Regions from separate parts of the Arachis hypogaea genome. Here region 2 is linked to region 1. Evidence: chromatin contacts called from public Hi-C data. All regions are on one chromosome and are shown on one strand. The core of a region is the stretch at or near the end of the contact, and the rest is flanking DNA. Distances in the headings are between cores, read along the strand shown.

What was found. Hi-C and Micro-C count contacts between places; a contact is called where the count stands out from the background.
Region 2: a contact with region 1 is called in a Hi-C map of leaf, with 4 times the contacts expected there. The contact joins the promoter of LOC112703033 here to the promoter of LOC112703030 in region 1. A contact is called at or near these places in 3 of 8 Hi-C or Micro-C datasets (leaf and an unstated tissue).

The regions. Positions count from the first base shown.
Region 1 is chr7:49,231,802-49,235,632 of arahy.Tifrunner.gnm2.J5K5, forward strand. LOC112703030 (non-specific lipid-transfer protein 8) reads left to right here and starts at 1,984. Exons shown (of 1, transcript XM_025754327.2): 1 at 1,984-2,325. The coding sequence starts at 1,984. The coding sequence ends at 2,325.
Region 2 is chr7:49,842,137-49,845,618 of arahy.Tifrunner.gnm2.J5K5, forward strand. LOC112703033 reads right to left here and starts at 1,436. Exons shown (of 6, transcript XM_025754330.3): 1 at 992-1,436; 2 at 533-585. The coding sequence starts at 1,289.

The sequences.
Region 1 (3,831 bases), core at 734-3,233:
ATAATTTCAGTACAAATGCATATCCACTAGAAGTATTAAGTTGATCTTCTATTCCTAGAAATGCATGAATAGTTTTTGCTGTATATTGCAAATGTTATGATTCAGTTAAACTTTTGTGAACACAATTTTTTAAGCTTGCACTCCTGTTTACGACTTTTTAATTTGGTTTCTGGTAATTTGGATTATATAGGATTGTAATTCGTTAGTTCCATTTTGATTTCTTATTTTGGTGTACTCTTTTTAGGTATATGCTGAGATGCATCACCAACTTTTAGCTAGAATGCAGGTTAAGAGAATGAAGAAACATTACATATATGCCATCGCACATGTTGAAAGACTTAAATTAGTTTTCTCATCTTGTTAGGGAACAGATTCATTAATCTACTTGGTGATTTTGTCTTGTCCGCTTGGTTTATGTACATTGATGATATGCATCATGTTAGGAGCAGTTATGGTACATTATGAAGAGTAAAGTTTTTGGTTGATTTTCTGCAATATGTCCTTTAGAAATTTACGATTCTATTTCTTGTGTTAATTTCAAATTAAAAGAGAACTAATAGATGTAGCATATCTAAGAAAAGAGTGTATCTATCAGAAAATTCCATTCATGAATGCCATGACTTCCCCTTAGTTGGTTCACACAATGGGAGTAGATCCTCTCCAGTAAAAAAAAAACTGGATGATGTCAATTGTAATCTCTCACCCTTCAATGTTCTCTCTCATATTTAATTTTGATCACACTTATAAAATTAATGGCGAGAGATTACACTGCATTTCCTCAAGTGTTAAAAAAACCGGAGAAGATCCATTTCCTTCGCACAATAGAGGTTAATTAATTTCTATTTTAGAGCTATCAATCTGTAAAGTCTAAAGAGTACTATATGTGCGTGTATATATGATATAATAAAGGGTAAACTTAACGAATCAACTTTTGTCAACAAATATCAGTTAATTTTTTAAAATTATTTTGTTTATTTTAAATTTTATATCATAAATTTTTAATCATAAAAAATTAGAATTTTATAATTAAATTAACTGACCTAGCTTATTAAGGCCCGCACATTTAAATCCCGGTATGTAGAATTATATATGGGCTTCCAACATGATAGTTTGGACTATTTAAGAAAAGTCCAATGGGTCAATGGATCAACGGCTTTTTTTAATAGGTCATTTTTTTTAAATAGCTTGCTTCACCTTAGTTTCATGTTCACTGCACCGTGTTAAAGAACTATGAATTGAGGTGAATTTAGATCTGGATATAAAATTTGAATATTTTCATAAATCCTTACAATCTATTGCAGTTTACGTCTGAAAGTTGTTTCTTGATAAACTACTATTGTAACTATTTTAGAAATGTTTTATTTAAATAATTTTACTCTACTTTATTTAAATGTGCAATTTGTCCTAAATGTTATTTTTTAAAAATATTGAGAAGATAATTAGAAGTTCAAAATTTTTTTTAATCGCAAAATTTAAAAAAAAAATTAGAAAATAAATTAAGACTCTCACTATTTTTTTTTTTAGTTTACTGGCCGTGAATCCTACACATGGTTCTGCTCTGCTCCTGGATGGTTCATTGTCAACACTACAAACAAAGTGTGCAATAGTGATAAACAACTCTTACAAGGTTTACTACCAACCAGCACATAATTAAATGTCCATAGTGATCAAATTCCTACATGATTTGAAAACCGTAAAATATTTATATATGCACCAATTATCTTGTGCAACTTATATTACTTGTTGAAACTGAATAACCCCTTCTTCGTTACTTCCACCTAACCTTGAAATTTTAACAATTTCTTGTACAATTAAAATCAAACTTATCTTTCTTGTACTCTATTTAACAATTTTATTTTAATAATTATTTTTACTTGTAGTTTTTAGCTTCCTCTGATCCTATAAAAATGTCTAAACATGGACCAACAATGCAAATTGAAACCACCATCACCACCACAACATATAACAATTAATTAAATAAGCATGAAATCAGTTGCTGCTACATGTGTTCTTATGATTTTAGTGACCTCAGTAACTAATTCTGAGGCTACAATTTCATCATGCAGTGATGTGATTAAGAACCTAAAGCCTTGTGTGAATTACTTGATGAGTGGAAGTGGTAAACCACCAGGACCATGTTGCTCTGGCGTTAAAGCTCTTGCAGCTGCTGCAGCAACCTCTGCTGATAAGAAAACTGCATGCAACTGCATCAAATCCACTTCCAAGAGTCTCAACATTAATTCACAACTGGCTCAGGCTCTCCCTGGAAACTGTGGAGTATCACTTCCCATCTCTGTTTCCCCCAATGCTGATTGCTCCAAGTAATGAAAATATCACTTATTACATATATAATATTGTTTTGAAATACTACCTTATTAATCGGCTTTTTTTTAAATAATTATATTATTTACAGGCATAGATAATTTTGACATAATTTACATTTTTAAATAAAATACGGCATGTCCATGTGTTATTTTAAATAAAATACCTTATAATATGTTTGTAAATTGTAATAATTTTAGAAGACAAATTAAATATTTAATATATTTTTTAATTTAATATTTTCTCATACACAGAGCAAAGTTACGTTGTTTTTTTTTTTGTATTTTTAATTATTATTAAATAGGTGTGAGGCTCGTGCCAGATAATCTCATACCATTTAATGATAGAGAATATGAAGTCAATGTACAAAGAAGAATGAAAACTCCATTTTGTTCTTTTCATATTTTATAAATCACTTCTTTGTTTTTTTTCTTAGTCAATCTTCAACTTAGATTCTTAGACTATGCTTCTTCAACTTTTGGATTTTAATGTTTTCTCCCTTATGTTGTTGCTGCATCTTTTGCAGGGTTGGTTGAAAGTTGAAAATTGGAATTGGAGAGCGATGCAGGGAATGCTGAACATTATTCTGCTACTTATATATAATTAAAATGGCGTATTTTGAAATAAACTAGAATCTACCTATGTGGATTTCTTTATTATTATGTTGGTATTCTCATTCTGTTTCCTGTTAATGTCGTAATTTCCGTTTCCTTGCTCCAATTATTATTATTATTATTATTATTATTATTATTATTATTATTATTATTATTATTATTATTATTATTATTATTATTATTTGAACTTAGTCAATGTTGTAATATTAACCACTAAAATTCGTTAAGATGTTAAGTTCTTTTATTTAATAATTAGGATAACGAAAAATATTGGGCAGCAATTTTTAATAATTTTGGTCAGTATTTAATTAGCACAAACATTAAATTGTCTTCAATAAATAATTTTTTTTAATTTATATGCATAAACTTTAATAAATATTAATGCAAGTTGTGTTAATTTATACGTGTAAACTCTAATAAATATAAATATAAATCATATGTTTTATGTATACAAATTCTTGTAAATATATGTATAAATTATTATTGGTCAAATACTAACTTAAAATAATAATATTTACTAGTCATATAATATTATTATTATGATAATACTAAAAAAGATAATAATTCAAAATTATTTTATTTAATTTAATATTCATAATTTTATGTATATAATATTTATAGTTGCACACTTATTATATTTAATATTATTCAATTATTTCGATAATAATTAAAGAATATAAAATATAATAAATAATAAGTAAAAGATATAAAATAAGATATATAGCTTTTTGTTTTAAACTTATTTTTTATTGTCCCAAATCTTTTTGTAATAATTAATAGTAACTGATCCGAATCTTATAAATGAGAAAGTAGTTATGGACTCACTACTCCAATTCATAAATAAGATTGATGCATGAATATATATATATATATATATATATATATATATATATAT
Region 2 (3,482 bases), core at 186-2,685, 610 kb after region 1:
CATTTTCATTTTCATTTTCATTTTAATTTTCAATGTCTTCTGTTTTTTCTAAAATTTTATAAGAAGTGAAACAGGAAATGAAAACAACATTTTATTGATTTTACTTTTTGTCTTCACAAAATCTTGGAAACACTTTTTCAAACAAATAAAAGATATTAAGTCAATGATAATTAACCACCTACATTCTCCCAATTACACACTTGTAGACTTTAAAGGGCCTAAGTTTTTCATGATTAATAATTCCAAAAAGATGTTTTTTTATATCAAAATTTATAACTTGGTACTGAACCTAGACTACATTAAGTAAAATTGAATCCACAATTTGCTATTACTTCACAGCTTGATAGCAGCAACTAAGTCCAAACAGAGAAGTTTCTCAACTGATTCGATATCGATATTGCATCATGTACTTATTTGTTTCACTAAACATGTCAGCTAGAATGCATGATGCCACTCTTCACATTCATAGAATAATGAGCACTTTATTCAACACTTTGAGTATTCAAAGCTAGCAACATACATACATACATACCCAGTAGGAACCAGTCCACTTTTGCTCCTTGTAAAGAATGCTGTGAACATTATCTGCAACAATCAAAAGAAACAGAAATTCAGAGACTTATCAGCTACCACAAACAACACAAATTCCATGGCACCTTTTACCCTTTTCACTTATGACCATCCAATTTGAGAAAAAAATAATCACACAAGGAGAGATCCATTTGAGAGATTTTAACACCCAATTCATCAACGCTTCACAGGTCCTACTTTTAAGACGAAAAAAAAAATAGAAAATCATATCCAAATAGAAGAAAAAGAAAACACACCTGCACAAACATATAGAGGGAGAACCTGATTCCAACACTTTTCACACATAGATCATCATCTATGGAGTAAAGTTTGAATTTTTTTAATAACAATTGCTTGTGTGTGTGTGTGTGTGTGTGTGTGAGAGAGAGAGAGAGAGAGAGAGAGAGAGAGAGAGAGGTACGCGTGGAATCAAGGAGGAGCATTCTAGACTTTGGGGTGTCAACAATGACTATGTCATTGTAGTCACTTTTCATAGCCGAGAGAACTTGGTAGCTCTCTTCTTCTTCTTCTTGTTCTTCCTCAACTGTAGATGAAGTTGGAGCAGAAGATGAGAAGTCGGCATTGGCAACGAGTCGTTTGGAGAATTTGTGGTTTGGGGTGCGAATGGGGAAATGAAAGGACTTGAAATAGGGAAAAGAAAGAGCACGGGGAGGAGGCACCAAACTCGTTAACGGCAACGAAGCAGCAGACATACTCATTGTTACTTGACGAGTCGCTATTGCTGCATATGCAATGGAATGGATAACTCGGCATTCGCACACTCCAATTATAAGTACAAAAATGCTCTCATACAAGTAATTTCACTAACCAAATCCAACATAATGATTTAGAGTCATGCTTTACTTGTAAATCACTCCTTGTTCGTTTCTTTTTAACGTAAACATTTCTTTTTTTAATTTTTTTTATATTTTTTTCTCTGATTATTGTTTCTTTTTCTTTAGGTTTTTGTTTTTTTTTTTCGTTTTCTTTAAGTTTATTCTTTTTTTTTTAGATTTTCGATCTGCAGTTATTTTTTTAAATCGAACAGTGTATTTAAAATCGTTTAGATTTTGTGTGTTCTAAAATAATAAATGATTCAGGTTCAAATTAATTAAATGATCGCGATTTGTATTATTCTTCTTAATCGAATCAAGTGGACGAAGTTTAGATCGTTCTTAATTTTATCTAATTTCATTCTTCAACAATTTTGAATTGAATAGAATGAAATGAAATCTAATGTCATTGAATAAAGTAATAATGAATAATTTTATTTTTCTTTGCTAAAATCTGTGTTGTTTATAAATTTGAATTTAGATAGAATATAAGAGTTTCTGAATTTATACAATGCACAATTTTCGATTCATTTATTATTACACAATAGTGTTGCTATGATCATATTTTGGTTCATTTGCAGTTCATGTTGTCCATGAATAATTTGTCCCAAAGGTTGGGATAACTTTCAAGACAAATTAAATGGAATCTAATATAATTGAATAAAGTGATAATGAATAATTTTATTCTTCTTTGTTAAAATCTATATTGCTTATGAATTTGCATTTGGATGAATGCAGGAGTTTCTGAATTTATACGATGCACAAATTTCGGTTTATTTGTTTATTCAATGGTGTTGTTATAATCATATTTCAGTTCATTTGCAGTTCAGATGTATTGTCGATGAATAAGTTGTCCTAAAAGTTGAGATGACTTTCAAGACAAATTAAATAGAATGGAATGGAATCTAATGCAATTGAATAAAGTGATAAGGAATAATTTCATTCTTCTTTGTTAAAATCTATGTTGTTTATGAATTTGAATTTAGATAGAATGCAGGAGTTTCTAAATTTATACAATGGACAATTTTTTGTTCATTTGTTATTACACAATAGTTCTGTTAGAATCATATTTCGGTTCATTTGCAGTCTAGGTGTATTGTGGATGAATAATTTGTTCCAAATGTTAGGATGACTATCAAGACAAATTGAATGAAATGAAACAGAATGGAATCTAATGCAATTGTATAAAATGATAATGAATAATTTCATTTATTTTTGCTAAAATATGTATTATTTATGAATTTGGATTTGGATAGAATGCATGAGTTTTTGAATTTATATAATGCACAATTTTTTATTCATTTGTTATTATATCATAAAGAGGCTTCTCCTTTTTTGAGATGGTCTTCTTTGTCATTTTGGCTGTAAGAAATTAAAAAGTTGGTCAATACTTAACAGCAGTATTAAGTGAACCTTAGTTAATTCACAAATGAACCGAAGTTAATTTAGATTTAAACAAGTAGTCAAAAGGACTCAATCATCAACAAAAGCATATTGAATTCATTTCTGCATCCAAATGAACCTCAAATAAATTAAGAAATGAACCGAAATTATTTAATGATGGCACCAAAAAAATTAAGAAATGAAAAATTTGGTCAATACTTAACAGCAGTATCAAGTGAACCTTAGTTAATTCACAAATGAACTGAAATTAGTTCAGATTTCAACAAGTAGTCAAAAAGACTCAATCATAAAAAAATAATTAAATTCATTTCTGCATCCAAATGAACCTCAAATAAATTAAGAAATGAACCGAAATTGTTTACGATGCCTGAGTTACAGAGAAAAACAAGAAAATTTTGAATCAAAGAAATTTGATCTACTAAATGAATGAATTCAATCCACTAAATCCTAAACCGAACAAGTAGAAATGCGAGAAATGCGAAGGAGAAAACTGAACATAATGAATAAGTAGTTTTGTTAGTACCTTGAGGAATCTTTGTTGTTCGTTTTTTGTATTTTTTGTGATGATCTCAAACACAAAGCCGGATTTTTCTATAGTTTCACAAAGAATTTAAAAGATTTTTGAGAGATTTTGAGAGAGTTTTCAAATTTCTTTGTTGCAGTTTTGAGTATAGG